2 separate regions of the Gossypium hirsutum genome follow, and region 1 is linked to region 2. The links are chromatin contacts, called in public Hi-C maps. All regions are on one chromosome and are shown on one strand. Each heading gives the region's core, a stretch centred on a gene start, on an enhancer-like site or on the middle of the called end of the contact. The rest is flanking DNA. Distances are from core to core; before and after follow the strand shown.

The links. A called contact is a pair of places that touch in the nucleus more often than the background predicts.
Region 1: a Hi-C map of leaf shows a contact between it and region 2, with 4 times the contacts expected there. The contact joins the promoter of LOC107886670 here to the promoter of LOC107943707 in region 2. A contact is called at or near these places in 15 of 34 Hi-C or Micro-C datasets (callus, fibers, hypocotyl and 3 more).

Annotation. Positions count from the first base shown.
Region 1 is chrA03:101,040,888-101,044,331 of Gossypium_hirsutum_v2.1, forward strand. It overlaps LOC107886670, which reads left to right and starts at 1,395. Exons shown (of 14, transcript XM_041095454.1): 1 at 1,395-1,628; 2 at 1,894-2,290; 3 at 2,531-2,689; 4 at 3,054-3,137; 5 at 3,240-3,338. The coding sequence starts at 1,928.
Region 2 is chrA03:100,911,850-100,915,548 of Gossypium_hirsutum_v2.1, forward strand. It overlaps LOC107943707, which reads left to right and starts at 1,974. Exons shown (of 3, transcript XM_016877486.2): 1 at 1,974-2,618; 2 at 2,776-2,891; 3 at 3,176-3,528. The coding sequence starts at 2,357. The coding sequence ends at 3,292.

The DNA of each region.
Region 1 (3,444 bases), core at 145-2,644, 130 kb after region 2:
TTGATATACCTAACTATTAGGATAAATTACACGAGCTAGATGTGTGTATTAATTAAATGTGGATTTTTTTTTCTTTTTTAGGTTTTACAAATTTATAGATGTGGAATGTCTCTATTTTAAATGTTGAAAGCTTTTGTTAAGAAGTTTAAGGATCAAATTTATAGAATTAGAATCAAATTGATAGAATATGTAAGTATTGAGGACTAAATGTACAATTATACCAGATAGAAAAATGTTTCCCGTTATCAATTTAACGACGGTGATCAAAACAGCAATGAATTCAAACACTAATGTCTAAATTGAAAATGATTAAAGTTGAGTGACTAAAACAAGAACGTGAACATAATTGAACAACTATTTGTATAGTTTATCTAAAAAAGAATTGTATAAGCGATTTAAGTAGCACTTGGCAAGAATTTTCCTTTTTGGATAAAAGAGCTGAGAATAGAGGAAGGGTTTGAAAAGTTGGAACTCAAATCCTCATTAAGAACTAATCTCTTGAAGATGAGGACGTAAATAAACTGCTTCGAATTTCTCGAGGATTCGATACCACATTTCATCATTAGATCAGTTAGAAGCTGTTGTTGAATCTTCGTTCTCGTGTGGCTTAAAAACTAAGCATTAGTGACCAAGTAAATATGCAGCCCCATGTAGCTAGGCCGATGAGTAAAATGGGCTGCAATGTCAAATCTCAATATAGATTGCTTAAATTTTATAACTTTCATCGTTCAAATCATAGAGATTACCATTTGGTTATGGGTGTCTTTGGATATAATTGCTAATTATAATTACAAGACATGGTTGGCATAGTACAATTATATCTTAATTCTTAATATTATCTTTGATAGTTTCTTTTTTACTAAATAATAATAATAGAAAGTCATCAAAAGTAATTATTCATATAATTCATTCAATTCCAAACCCTTACTTAAGAATGGGAGAGTGTAAATGTAGTTAAATTTACTAATTATAATGGTTAATTAAACATGCCACACATGTATAATAACAATTAATACACCTAAATTTAATTACTGAATGACTTTTCAAATGCATTCTATATTCTCTTTCAAGTAGAAGCAATTGCATTGTTAGTAAATTTTATTTTAGTCCACAAGTAGGAACTAAATTGTTATATGTATTTAATATGAATAATAATTTGTGATATGTATTTAAGAGACTAACGAATGTACTGATTAAAACATTAAAAAAATTATATAAATGAAACATATGGAGTTAAAAATTTTCATGCGGGCATGTGGCTTATGTGTTCTGTTTTGATTTTTACATGCCAACTGAAAGGTGTTTAAGGGGACCAAACCCATGAACAAATGGGCATCATAGGAGCCCAAACTACTTGAAGATTTAGGCTTAGGTGTTCCAAGAACAGTTAGGTAAGTTTGGATTGCTTAATTCAGGGAAAAAAAAGAGAGAGAATAGATAGAGACGGGCTTAACTAAACAGGTACCTAAAAACTCTTCAAGGACGATTGGATATCAGCAGAACTCCATTTATCACTTCTTCTTTAAACCACCCGGAACCCATCTTTTTCCGTCACTCTCCGGCGTGAATATCAGCAGAAGAAGGCTACTTCCAGTTCGTCTCTGTTTCCAGCTCCTACATTGGTAATGGTATGTTCTAACAATATATCTCATTCCTTGGCCCTTTCCCTTTTTTGTCTTTGGCTTTCTTTCTCAATTTCCTACCTAGGGTTTATTTCGCTCCTCTAGCTATTGCTATGAAAGTCTCCATTGCTGAAAAAGCAGATGAAAAAATTATTCTTTTTTTTGGGGGGGGGGGACGGCTTATCAATAGAAATGATTAAACGCGAAATGCTACAAACAATTCGGTATATCAGTCATTTAGTTAGAAACTTATATTTTTTTTTAACTCTAGAAATTTAGGCAGTGCGGAGCAATTTTACTCTCTGATGAACTGCCTGCCACACGTGCGTGCTTATGGCACAGCTTTATTTAGAAAGGCTGGTAATTTCATTGCAACAACTTCTTTGAACCAATGCCATGTTCCTTTCTGGAAAAGAAATTTTGAGCACGCGGGTGTTAAGACTGTGGATTTAGAGTTCTTGTTGACAAGATTTCGCCCTCAGTGTTACTTTTCCCGGAAAAGTAATAGTAGTAGTAGCACAAAAAAAGCATCCAGGACTAAAAAAGTTCATCCTGAACAACCACCGGTGATGGAAAACGAGAAAGATGCATTCTTTGTAGTGAGAAAGGGAGATGTTGTTGGTGTTTTCAAGAGCTTTGCTGATTGTCAGGCCCAAGTTGGATCCTCGGTAATTCTTCTTACTTCCTTTTTCTAATGTCACCTAAAGTTGATTTACTTTTAGGCTAATTATTGTGCTATACTGTGTTATTGCAAATTGGAATATTAATACTTATGTGCTTTTTAGATTTCAATGAAATGACATAATAATTGTAATGCAAATAACATAGCAGTCTTTCAAATTTAGATACTGTGTTTCTCCTTTTCGCTGTTCTGTTAACTTTGACATGTTATTGTTCTTTTGGAGTAGATATGTGATCCTCCGGTCAGTGTCTACAAAGGCTACTCTTTGACAAAGGAAACTGAAATATATCTGTCTTCCTGTGGGCTTAAGAATGCTTTCTACACTATTAGAGCTGCAGATGTGAAAGAAGATCTTTTTGGAGCGCTCATGCCCTGCCCTTTCCAGGTGAGACCTTGAGTATGAACCTTATGCATACTGCAAACTTGTTGTTTGTTTGAACAAGTCTGTCAGAAAAAGAAAAAAAAGATTTTGATGTTGTCTTCCTTTTTTTCTTCACCTGCATCCATGTCTCTGTTTGCTTGAATGTGTTCTTGTGACAGCAATTGCACCTAAAACTTGCATCTCCCAATTAATGTGATCTGCTTGGAGGTTTTGAGGCCATCGATGATCAATCTCTTTGTTCTTTGATTAGTTTCTTTCTTTCACATGTTAACTGTATCACAAAGGCTGTTTTATACCATCCAGAGAAGGTGAAGATATTGGCTCCTACAGATTCGAAGGCCAATGTTCCTAATTTTTTGTGTCTCAGGAGCCAGCTTCTTCTAAAGGTGAAACATCTCATAATGATGCAACCAAAAAGAGACCACAGGATTTGCTTCAGTCAGAGTATGGGGTAGGTTAGCTGTTTTAATGTTCCCTGAGCACATCATTATTAATATCATACAAGTTTGGGTGTGACACTATTTTTCAGTGTTTTACCTTTAACCTTTTGTAGGGACTGGGATCACTTGGTTCAATAGCCGTAGCCGATCCCGTGAGAAAGCATTTCAAGTTGGATCCACATGCTGAGGCTCAAATAACATCCTCTGGTCATGTAAGTAGATTTGGTAGTGACAACTGATTATGTTGGTGAATATTGGCATCAACTTCATTCACAGAATTGGGGAGATAGTCTTGAAGGCCATTGTCTTTTTTTTTTT
Region 2 (3,699 bases), core at 724-3,223:
AACGGTAATCTTGCGTGGCTGTCCAACTATATTTTAAGTTCATCTGTTAATACATACTTCATCCAGCTAAATTATGCATTTGATTTACTATTAACAGATAATTTAGTCGGATAAAGTATATATTAACAGATATACTCATACGTCCTCCAGGTTACGAATGTAAATTGTATAAGGACTTACTTTAAAAAATGTGCAAACGTTGAGGGAGAATTTTGGACTTTCTTGTTCCAGATGTTTGCTTGTTATAAAACCGAGTATTAAAAACAACTTTACAATATTACCAACTTTCATTGACTATAAAATCTAATTGGACTGCCATGTAGAATTACCGTTAGGGAGATAACGAAACTTAACGGAAGAGTGATCACTTCGTAACAAAATAATAACATAAGTGACTAAAACGTAACATTCAAACATAAGTGACTAAAATATAACCTGAGGCAAACAAAAGTGATTATTTTTATAGTTTACCCTTAAAAAAATATGAGGGCAAAAAACGTTTCCAACTTCCTGGATTTGTTTTTATTATTTCGAATTAATTCCATATTTTTTTAAAAAATAACCTAACCCAATAATGTTTTTTTTAAAATAACATATTTGGGAAATTTACAACGCGTGAAAAGGTTTTGCTCAATTTTTTTTTCAGTAATTAGCAGAGCATCTCAAGGGAATTATTTGATTAGATATCACTTTGCGTTTACTTGAATTACAATGGACTGGGCAACTTTTCAAAAAATTGTGCTTACTGTTTCTGTATTCCTTGCAAAAAAAAGTGGGTGCCTTTTTAGTGTCTAGGGTCACTTTTGCTTCATATATGAAAATTTGTTGAATTAATAATGAAGTGATAAAAAAATGGTTAAAAGAAGTCTTTATAAATTTGAAATTAGTTTTTTTATTTTCAGAAATTTAATTATTTCATTTTTTTATATTTTAAAAGTTAAGTTCAATTGTTAATATTATTTAATGTGTTAGTATGATAATTTGACCTAAAAATAATATAATTAAAAAATGGCATTATAATAAATTTAAAAACAAAATAATTTTAATATTATTAATAATAGTTTAACTTAAATTTTGAAATTTTAAAAAAATAAAAAATAAAAATTTTAAAATAAAAATAGTAAAACTGTGAACTTTAAATTTACATATTTTAAAAAAGAAATTCAACATCAAAATTTACATTATCTTCGGTTCCATCTTGAGCATCTCCTACTTTTCTTTTTCTTTTATAAAAGATTTTGATAAATATATTTTAGAACAACCGGATAAGGATGAAAGGTAGTTCAAGAAGATTCAAAGTTTTGCTTTTGTTTTGGTAAAAATTAATGAAAAAATTATTTGATATATAAATTTAGCTTTAATATTTAGTTTGATATCTGAATTCTTTTTAAAATTGGGTACTTGAGTTTGGTTTAATATTTAATTTGATATCTAAACCAAACAACCCATTAAATGTTTAATATATTTACTCTATAGTAAAATAACACGTGCTTAATTGAAAAAAAAATAAAATTCAAGTATTAAGTTGAACATCAAATAAAAAATTGGGTACTTGAATGAGACAAAAAAATTAATATTAAATTTAAAAAATTTATATATCAAAATGAATCTTAAAATATACTAAATTAAATATTAAAACTAAATTTAAATACCAAATAATATATATAGTACGGTTAAAAAAAGCAAGCAGCATTGGAGTTGGGGATTTGGACGAAAGCCTAAAGGGTAAAAACCTATGGAGCTAGGCACAACCATGCTAAGGTGGTGCAGGTGGTGGTGGTGGGGTTGTCATTTTCTGGCCATGCCAAAAGGAATCACCATGGCATGCTTAGTTGTTAGCACTTACCTTTACTTAGGCTTAGGGTTATGCTTGTTACCAAAAAAATTTACCACTACATCCAATAGGCATGGGTTAGACATATGCTAATCTATATTTTAAATACATATTTTGGATGTATGTGCCCTCTCAAGTTCAACCCTTGACCCCGTCGACCTATGCCTACTACTACTTCCCAAACTCGTAACATTGTTTCTCCACGTGGAGGTCGTGCCGCTTTCCGAGGCCTAGTTCGTCATGCCTTAAAGTTGTCAATTTATATTATAACATTAATTAGTAACAATCATAATCTAATAACAACCCCTTTTTTATTTTTTATTATCTTATATCAATAATTATGCTGTTTTTGAAATGAGGGACGGCCTGCTTCAGCCAGTCTCTTATTTGTATACATGCATAGGTAGGGTGGTGGGGAGAGCTGTATAGAAAAAGACTGCTGTTTTAGTGTTTTACTTAACCTCATCCCTCCTTTCTTCTTTTTATCTTTCATTTCAGTCTTAAATTGAGAGAGACAGAGAGATGGGGAACTGTCAGGCTATAGATGCTGCGGCGTTGGTGATACAACATCCATGTGGGAGGATAGAGAGGTTCTATTGGCCTATTCTTGCAAGTGAAGTGATGAGAATGAATCCAGGCCATTATGTTTCGCTCATCATACCATTGCCTCCCTCTGAGGATGCCAACCAAGACAATAAGGCCGTACGCTTCACTCGTGTCAAGCTTCTTCGTCCTTCTGATACTCTCGCCCTTGGCCATGCTTATCGCCTTGTCACTTCTCAGGGTGCGTGTCGTATTATTATTTTTCACAAGATTATGAGATTTTTCCGCTTCCCCCCCCCCGGAAACCCTGATTATATAGCTTGCTTATATATTTGTTCTTAATTGTTTTTATCAAGAAACTAATACTTGTGTATTGCCTGCTGCTGCCGCTGCTGCAGAGGTTATGGAGGTTCTAAAGGCAAAGAAATATGCAAAAAAGACAAGGCAACACCTGGAATCAAGTGAAAAGTTGCAGCATGAACAAGGGAATAACCTAAGTTCAGAGTCCTACCAAGTATGTCTGCATTCGCCACCTCCTTAGGCTTTATCATTAGTAGTTCATTAGATTTTAGTATTTCAGAATCTGGTATGGGGACAATGACCTCATACGAATATATAAGCTAGCCTTCTAGGCTAGAACGAATTCATAAAGTTCATCAACCCAAAAGGATAGTACCTAAAAGATCTGATCAAGTTCACGAATCCTTAACAAAATCAATTGAAGCAATTTTCATGTTTCATTTAAATCTAGCATTCTCATTCATATTCCTAAATACATGGGCGCTTATTTTCTAACAGTCTCAGGTGACAAAACATGAAAGACGACGCCCAAGGACAGCGCCTGCCAACACTGCTGCAATGAGTTCAAAATCATGGCAGCCTTCATTACAGAGCATCTCTGAGTTTGGAAGCTAATAGTGTTTGTTTTCGGATTTTATTTGTAAAGATAAGATTGGGTTTTGGGAGTGGCAATAAACTACAACTTCACTACGAACCCCCCAAAAACTATATAAAAATATAAATTCACCCGAAGGAATAAAGATGGTAACTTAGATTTCTTATTTGCAATCACAGCTTCCCAAATTGAAATATGTTTCAAGAAATAAAGAACTTGTGCATAGCTTCTGAGTTCAGAAGAGCACGTTGTATCATCATAGCTGATAACAAGTCAAGTCTTCCAATCAACATTTTATACAAAATATTCTAAGCTTGATGAGTTACTACAGTACAAACACGATGATAATATGAAAGAGAATGTTATGAATTATGATGAGAAAATCACTTCGGCGAGTTTTGGTCCGATGTCCTTGCAGCCATAGCTG